Regions from separate parts of the Mus musculus genome. Here all the other regions are linked to region 2. A link is a contact called in public HiChIP or PLAC-seq data. All regions are on one chromosome and are shown on one strand. The core of a region is the stretch at or near the end of the contact, and the rest is flanking DNA. Distances in the headings are between cores, read along the strand shown.

Region 1 (2,772 bases), core at 107-2,606, 180 kb before region 2:
TACTCTGAAAGTCTAAGGGAGTACAAGGGAGACCTAGTAAATTGTAGAATACAAAAGTTGCACACTTTTGCATGTGAATCTACTGATTACCACAGAGAGCTTGTATAAAACATTTTCATTTAGACCTGTAGTGGAAGCTGTAGACTAAGAGCAAGGAATATCTTATTTCATCAGAGTCACAGCTGCCTGCAGAAAACCTCCAATGGCTGAATAAGTAGAGTTGCTATAAGTGGTGAAAGTCTGGCTTCTCTCTAGAACATATTTTCTAAGGGCAGAGGGTAGCTACTGATAAAACCTAAGGTGATTTCAGGTTGCATGTGGGCACCATTCATTAGCCCTGAATCACTATCTCCTTGACAGTCTTGATCACATCCAAACATTTTAGTGGCATCTTGATACTTTCTAGTTCTTCTTGGAACAGTTGAAGATTCAAGATATAGCATCAGGACCACCCCTATCTTTTCTTAGCAAACCAAATGTTCCTCAAGAGAACTTAAGGCACTTGTCTACTTGAAACTTTGCAATGGCTCCTGTTTAACACCGAAGAAAAGCTCAGCTTGCTCAGAGGCCCCTTGCGTTGATGTGCTGCACTCCAGCTTCATCTCTCACTTCCACTGCCTGTCTCTCATTTCCTTTTTCAGCCACGGTGGCCCTTGTAGAATTTTCTTTCCCTGGGTTCCAGCACAACAACTCCTGCTATCTGTCAGATGTTGACCCTGACGGCACCCTGTCAGTGAGCCCCTGTCTGTCCTCTATAGAATTACCAATCCCCTTCCTGCTCTGTGTATGTGTGAGGTACAATATAGTTTACTTATTTGTAAACCTGTTGTACTATTTTAAAAGCAAATATGTATTATTTTATGATGAGCTCAGAAACTTTTGCCTATTTTGTCCACTGTGGAACCCAACACATAAAAGAGGGCTTAGCAGGCAATGAATACTTACATCGTATTTAGTAATTAAATGCATGAAGCTCCAGTTTCACAAGAGCCCCTTCAAGTTGTTATTAGTGAGGCTTCCTTTCCTCTGGCTTCCTTTAACTTTCTTTTTTTTGTAACAAAGCAAACACCGAACAAAATACTGGCTAAATGCAGTGGCACCCTCTTTTCTCTACTTACGGAAATGTGAATATAAACATGTTTATTTTCTCCTTCTAGATGGAGCATGGAGTGTGAACACAGCAGAATCTGGGCTGGGGTTCTTGACCTGGCTGGGCAATTCCCGTTCCCATTCAGCTCCTCCACCTCCTGAAGCCTCCAGACTCACATTCCTGCCTAGTGAGTTCCAGTTGACTCCTCAGCAAAGTGGGTGATCTTAGGTCGGTCTAGGAACAACCTACAGGCCCTCCCCTGCCCACCCCAAAGCCCTGCTCACTGACTACATCACCCCAGAAACACATGTACTGGGCCACCTCCCAGGGCCAGCCTACAGACTCAATTAGTTCAGAGCAAATCACAAGCACAGATCTAGAACTCTGGAATGGAAAGTGGTATGAGGAGGCCTAGCCCAGTCCTCTGGAAGATTCTCAGTAGGGTTTCTTCCTGTCTTCAGGGAAGGAACATTCTTAAGAGACCTCTGCTGAGCGTGGGTGGAGGCTGACAGGGAGTGAGGCTGGAAGCCAGCACCCTAATCCTTGGCATTACCCTTCCTCCCACACCCCAAAGAAGCCACAAGAAGAGTTGGAAGGAGGGCACTGCCTTTGAAATTCAACCCCAGGCTGGCCAACACCTACTCTGGGGTCCTCTGTGCTTCTTTCAGGAAGGTATTGTTGCTAGAGGCACTGAGGATGTGTGTTTATGTTATAAAGAAAATACCTGGTTCAGGGTTTATTTTGTTGTTGGTTGCTACACACACACACACACACACACACACACACACACACACACACACACACACGTGCTCAGAAAATCCGGGTGGGTGATTCTGATTTATTTGAATATAAGACCCTGTGAGCTTAGACTTCTGATTGCCTCAGGCAAAGGCAAATGAGAGGAGACCAGAACAAAGAAAGTGCCAAGACCTGGATCCCTCCTGTCAGCTCACCTGCCTTCAGTGGAACAAACGCACAGCACACAGGAGCATAGACCAGGAAGTTTAAGAAGCAGCCACCGTGCCGCCTAACTGCTAACTCCAAAAAATCAACTGGCCCTTTTCACAAGTCAGTGCCCAGATGAGACCATGGCCTGACAAGCCTTTGGGAGTATTCAGTAATTCCTCAGTATTCCTAAACACAGCCAAAGCTTTCATCTCTACAGAGTCTGTCAAGTCCTATCTCACTCTCCTTCCCACATGTGGCTCTCATATATCCCCACGTAAAGAAGGCTTGCTTTTTTCTGTGTTCCAAATGAGAAGATAAAACCTGAGGGAGATGAAGTAACAAAAAAGAATGCCAAAAAAGTAGCCGAAAGGCATTTCAAATCTAGGTCTCATGGCTGCAATATAGGGTTTTTCTCCATCCCTAGTAGACAAGTTCCTTAAAAATGAGCTGTTCACGAGTCTGGGGCATGAAACCACAGAGCCTACAGATGAGGTTGCAAACTGTAGCTCAAAGCCATCAGGGAAAGAGCCAAGAAGAAGAGGAACCACACTGCAGGAGGACCTTGCTGTGTCTCACGCTTGCCGAATATTTACATGTGTTCCCTATTTAGTCTCCATAGCAACTGGCAGAGATGCAAACATTCCTCATCAGTATGTGTAAGAGGATGAGAGGAGGGGCCTCCAAGATCCTCTTTCTCCCAGCGGACAGGGCTATTTCTATCTGCAGGCTCCATG
Region 2 (2,870 bases), core at 108-2,607:
ATAGAAAATATCCAGAACCAACTCACCAGGGGAGGCAAACAACATATTCCAAGATACATTCGGTTTCACTTGCCTGGCCATTTCTCCCAAGGCTGGAAAATGCATTATTCAGAAAGAGGGTGCCATAAAATGGTAATGGAATAAAGAAAAATTTCTCAACTTTTCTTTTCATCAACTTTTCAAGCAATATTAGGAGCATACCTGGGACCATTTTGAACTCTTTCCCCAGAGTTTAAAGTTTAATCTTGGGTTCAGGTGTCCTGTCTACATACCAAAGGGTTTCTGAGGATCACCAACTGGCAGTGACTTTTCTCATCTTCGTAGGTTATTTTACAGAAGCAATCATTTCTTCTTTTTATTTGTTAACTGTTTGTGAGTATGTATGTTGGGGTGCACATGAACATATGAGTATATATGCTGTAGAGGTCAGAGGACAATCTCTGATGCTACCTTTAGATACAATCCACCCTCTTTGAGGCAGAATTTCTCATTGGGTTAGAGCTCACCAGCTGGCAGCTGTCTGCTAGGCATCTGCCTGTTTCTTCACTCTCCATGTTAGCACTAAACACACTTGTTTCCATACCTAGTATTTTTATGTGGGTTTTGGAATCTAGCTTGTGATTGACAAGTAAGCCATATCCTGATATCCAGAGCTGTCGCTTCTGAATAGAACAGTCTTCTGAAAATAGGTCTCTCATGTGACTTTGTATGTGCTGAAACAATGAGGGTTGCCTGCTTTGTAGTTAAAACATTAAAATATTTCTAGAGCAAGCACTCCAGGCTCATGGGAGGGTTTGGCCAAGTCAGGCCATCAGTGTGGCCCAGCCTAGAATCCCAAGACTTGTAACTGAGAACAATTTGGAGGTCCCTGGAGCTCCAAGGGACTGGGATGTTTGGTGTATTTTGCTACCCCTTTCGGGTTTATTGCATGTCTACATACATACAATACAGAACATGTCTGTGCCCTTTCCTGTCACACCAGTGATCATGTCTGTGCCTGTCACACCAGTATGGAGCTGGTATATTTCATAGAACTCCATATGAGACAGCAGATACAGTGTGTAGCAGCTTTTTGAACTTAAACAATCTAAATTCAAATCCTAGCTCTACCACTTGTCAACAACATACAAAATTTGGGCAACTGTATCCTGACTTCCTCACCGGTTGAAAGGATAAATGAGGGTTTCTCTTTCATGTAGTGGCCGGCGGCATTTAGGAACCAATAAGTACATGGGCACTTAAGAGAGGTAGGGCACATTACAACCCTCAAGCCAAGTAATCTATCATTCTTATCGGGCACTTGAGGACAAGGTGAGACAGCTGTGGGAGTGAAACTTCCCTAAAGTCCCAGACAGCAAAGACTCTTCAGCCCGTCCCCAGTATTGACAGGACAGAAAGGAAGTGGGGATTCCCAGGTTCCAGTCATCCTTAGCCTTGGCTGTTTTGTTTACAATCTGGGTTGCTCTGGTCATGAGTCACTCTTACAAGCACTGTGAAAAATCTTGTTAGGAGTCAAATATTAGTAACCCCCCCCCCCTTATGGACAGTATTATCTAGAAAATTCTCAGCCTTCTCCTGGTCCCTTGACCCATTCTGCTTTGTCTGGGAGTCCACTCCCCTGGCTGGCTTCTCTCGAGGCTGGTTGCTGGAGGTTGTGCCAAGCTCTGTGTACACAACATCAAAGCAGAACCTCACAGTAACCACGCAAGGCACATAAACAGCTTCTTTCACCATGAGACAACCAGCGATTCCATGGATCAGGTAACTTAGGGTCACACAAATTCAATGTGGTCTTCTGGGATTTGAACACCCCTCTGTTTGCTTCTGCTACATGCTGGCTCTTGATGACCCTGGAAGCTCTATAACTTAATAAATATACAGAAAGTTCTTGGTCATTGTACTCCTACATGAGGGAGAAGAGAGAATTAGGATTCACACAATAGCACAGCATAAAGCTAGACTTGGCTATTTTTCCCCAAATACATTGCAGGCAGAGAACTGTGCATATGCCATGCAGGTGCCTATGTAAGCCAAACTTTCATATTTCTAAAAATTAAGGAGATTTTGGCTAAGTTTATTCAGAAGCAAAGACTTAAACATATGTAGTCAACCTTATCCTTTGCTCATGAAATTTCACAACAGTAGCATTGTTAATATGAAATAAATTACAAGTAAATGGAATTCTGTAATATCAGTGAAATACCGGTCTTGCAGTCACTGCTCTGATTCTAATCCCATTGTGCACTGGAGGGTAAGCCTGATTGCTGTCAGGGCCAAGAATGAAAGGACATAAAGCTATCATTACTTTGCCAACAGCTTCATTAAGTCAAGAGTTTTGATGAGTGGGAAGTTGGAAGTCTCATGTGATATGTGTTTGGACAAGATTCATGCTTCATACTGGAATCTGAAGCAAGTTTTCCATCCTGAGTAACTTGTGGCACTCCCTGTGTCACAGCTGCTTTCTCATTTCGTATTACAGGACCACGGTTATATTTTACTGAACGTCACTGGGTAGGAACAATTCCAATAGCTCCCATCTACTGATATGTGATATGTGTCATGTATGATGCTCCTAACCACCCCAATTCTGTGATTGCTGTTGCCATGGTACACATGAGGAGATGGAGGTTCTACTCTAGCATATACAATACGAGGTGTTTGTGAAGGTCAGATCAATCAACATACAAAGGCAGCCCAATCGCATTATACCAGAGGCAGTGTGGCCCACATTTAGGTAGCCTGGGTTTGAATCCTACTGCACCACTAATAGACATGATCTTGGGCAAGCTTTTTCTTCCTTTATGGTTTTATTTTTTTATCACCAGCTAAGATAGACAGAACACAGTACCCATTTTTCTAAAGACACCCCA
Region 3 (2,700 bases), core at 27-2,526, 230 kb before region 2:
CCCTCCCTTAAAAAAATAAAATGAAACAAATTACTAGAAACCACTGCTCTTGCTGTTTCTTCCAGCCGCTGGTCTCTGGGGTGTTATGAGGAAGGTGAAGTTGTAGGCGGATCCAGGAGACTGCTACCCCCGTGTCAGATGGTGGTGAGAATGCACTACTTGGTACTTGGTGCCTTTATAAAGAGGGACATCAAAAGGCTGTGACTGATATGGGCCAAGGCACTTGAATGCAAGGTGACAAAATAAAAACTGGGGAAGTACACTGCTATCTCAGGAATGAAAGGTGGTGTCTCAGATTTCTCAGAGTGGGAAGGACCCAGCTTTGAAATTATCTGCTATAGACATGAAGCAACCCAACTCTTCAGGTTATTCTAGGGTATGACCTGTGACTCCAGCCCAAGGGAGAGAGCTGGTGTAATCTCTTGATCGCCCCAATTCAAGGTACCTGTTTGATGAAAGAAATCACCCAGGCTTATGACCTGGGCTAGAACTAATTATTAAATTTCTGGTCCTGAAGTCCCTGTTGGCTTCTATGGTTTCTTGAGGTCCATTGAATGGAAATCTTGGCAACAGAAGCCTGAAACAAAGTCCAAGCTCCCCCTCAGACTGTCCTAAGGGTAGCTTTTGATCATGAGTTACATCGATTCTTCCCCAGAGTCAGCATTAACCATCTGGTTGGTGCAAGCAACACAGCGTTATCCACATAAGGGAAGCTAGCTTACCCTCGGCTGTCGCCTGGTTGAGATCTGTGGCTTCTTTTATTGTCTTTGCTGTTAAACATAGTTTCCCTTTATTTTCCTCTTGCCATGGAAACCATGATAAATAAAAGAGAAGCGTGATTTAAAAAGGTCTCTAGCTGCAGATGCATGTGGCTTGTGAGATCAGTCAGTAAACATGTGCCTGCTTTGGTGCCAGAGATGAGCTATAAATCCTGGGGATTAAAAGTGGGGGAAGGGAAAGAAAACTTGAAAGCATTGGTCAAGGAAAATAGGGGCTTCGTGTCAATGTGTTCAGGTTTCAGTTTCTAATATTTGGTGGTGTTTGTTCATAAGGGTTTGTGGTGTGTATGATGTGTAAGTTTTTTTTGTTTGTTTGTTTTGTTTTGTTTTTCTGGAAAACTGAGTTAAATCCAATGGAAGTTTGTGTTGTTGTTTGATCGGTTGGGTTTTTGGCTCTCCTTCATCTAACTTCTTTAGGGAGATTGTTTACAATTATGCTGGCATGGTGTCACACAGACTCATTCCAATGGAATCCAGCTAGGTGGTCCTAATGCTCTTGTCCCAGCTGTGGACATGTGTTTTGATTTAAACAGTGTTTGGCTGGACCATGGTCTGCTTCATCCTATGGAAGATGTAATTTTCAGCAGAAGACTTGGGCTAGCATCATGCCACCTACAAAGTTACTCCTTTTAAACAGAAGATTTCCCACTTAATCTCCAGATATAAATCTGAAGATCCCACAAGTAGTTTATCCAATGTGGTTCTCAACCCTAGGTTTATAAACCTGCCTTGGTAAAACAGTAGGTATTCCCTACCACCGCTCACCCCATACCTCATCAGTCCCAGAGATCTAGAAAGCCTTGGATGAATGAGACTCTGTGTGTGTGTGTGTGTGTGTGTGCAAATATCTGTAAATGCCATATATGATATTTAAAGTGTAACTATTGTTGAGAGCTCCTGAATTTAAAAAGTATGCTCTCTCAAAAGCAATATGCTTTAATGATGAATAAAAAATGAGGCTAGGAAGGAGAGAAGATACAGAAATAAGGATAGTTAAATAGTGCCTGTGTTCCTAGAGGCTCCTCTCCATGCTTATGCTAGCCCTTTCCTTACCTGATGGCTTCACTAGATTTTCCATAAACGTGAGTGCTTTAAAACTGTACAGCTCTGGGGCTAAGAGATACCTCATTTGATGAGTGTCTTCCTTGTAAAAATGAAAACTTGATCCCTCGAGCCAACATAAGTAAGCTGGACATGGTGGTGTGTGCTTGTAATCTTGGCATTAGAGAGGCAGTGACAGGCAGATCCCAGTCTAGCACAATGAATGGGATCCAGACCAATAAGAGATTCAGTCTCAAAAGTAAGATGGACAACCCCTTAGTAACCACAGTCCAAATTGACCTCTAGCCTCTACTGGTGAATACACAATGACTAAACCTATGAACGCACATCACATACGCACACCACACATACCACACACAGACGTACCAACAACCAACCACCACCACCACCACACACACCACCAATCACCATCATCAATACCAACAATAACAACAACCACCACCACCAACAAAAACAACCACCAGTCACCACCACCACCACCACCACCAACAACAACAACAACAAAAACAACCATCACTAACAGCCACCACCACCAACAAAAATAAAAAGAACCATCACTTACAGCTACCACCACTACTACCTTAACAACAACCACCAATAACAACAAAACACTATAAAATCCCATCCATTTGGAAATCAGAGGCATGGAGAAAAGTCACCTACAGGTTTAATTAATTAATGATGATGATGATGATAAATTACAGACCAGACAGCCATTTTACTAGGCTAATGTTTTCATGAATTTCCATGTAAGTGAACTGGTTCTTGGCTGGCTCAACTTTAGTTGGACTGGGTAGGATTTTCTGAGGAGTGTTCAGCTTATACAACAGATACACATATGCTGCTTATGACCACTCCC

The links. HiChIP or PLAC-seq counts read pairs in DNA pulled down with a chosen protein or histone mark.
Region 1: a contact with region 2 is called in a FOXA1 HiChIP or PLAC-seq map of pancreatic cancer cells. The contact joins two enhancer-like sites. A contact is called at or near these places in 1 of 484 Hi-C or Micro-C datasets (pancreatic cancer cells), 2 of 115 datasets of contacts at active chromatin or transcription factors (CD8 T cells and pancreatic cancer cells) and 1 of 9 other capture datasets (liver).
Region 3: a contact with region 2 is called in a FOXA1 HiChIP or PLAC-seq map of pancreatic cancer cells. The contact joins two enhancer-like sites. A contact is called at or near these places in 8 of 115 datasets of contacts at active chromatin or transcription factors (CD8 T cells, T-cell acute lymphoblastic leukemia, bone marrow-derived dendritic cells and 4 more) and 1 of 9 other capture datasets (liver).

What each region holds. Positions count from the first base shown.
Region 1 is chr2:102,944,090-102,946,861 of GRCm38.p6, reverse strand. Gm34483 (a long non-coding RNA gene) reads right to left here. Exons shown (of 6, transcript XR_866583.2): 2 at 1-12. Among named protein-coding and RNA genes, the nearest start is that of Gm34483, 4.4 kb to the right of the region's middle. Within about 2 kb of position 1,356, at least 53 of the 459 cell types and tissues checked have an H3K27ac peak or open chromatin away from gene starts, as enhancers often do. A contact at or near this core is called in pancreatic cancer cells, where this site is marked.
Region 2 is chr2:102,763,603-102,766,472 of GRCm38.p6, reverse strand. The region is part of intron 8 of Slc1a2 (solute carrier family 1 (glial high affinity glutamate transporter), member 2); the gene reads right to left. Among named protein-coding and RNA genes, the nearest start is that of Gm13872, 18 kb to the right of the region's middle. Within about 2 kb of position 1,357, at least 45 of the 459 cell types and tissues checked have an H3K27ac peak or open chromatin away from gene starts, as enhancers often do. A contact at or near this core is called in pancreatic cancer cells, where this site is marked.
Region 3 is chr2:102,996,632-102,999,331 of GRCm38.p6, reverse strand. No RefSeq gene overlaps it. Among named protein-coding and RNA genes, the nearest start is that of Gm34483, 57 kb to the right of the region's middle. Within about 2 kb of position 1,276, at least 66 of the 459 cell types and tissues checked have an H3K27ac peak or open chromatin away from gene starts, as enhancers often do. A contact at or near this core is called in pancreatic cancer cells, where this site is marked.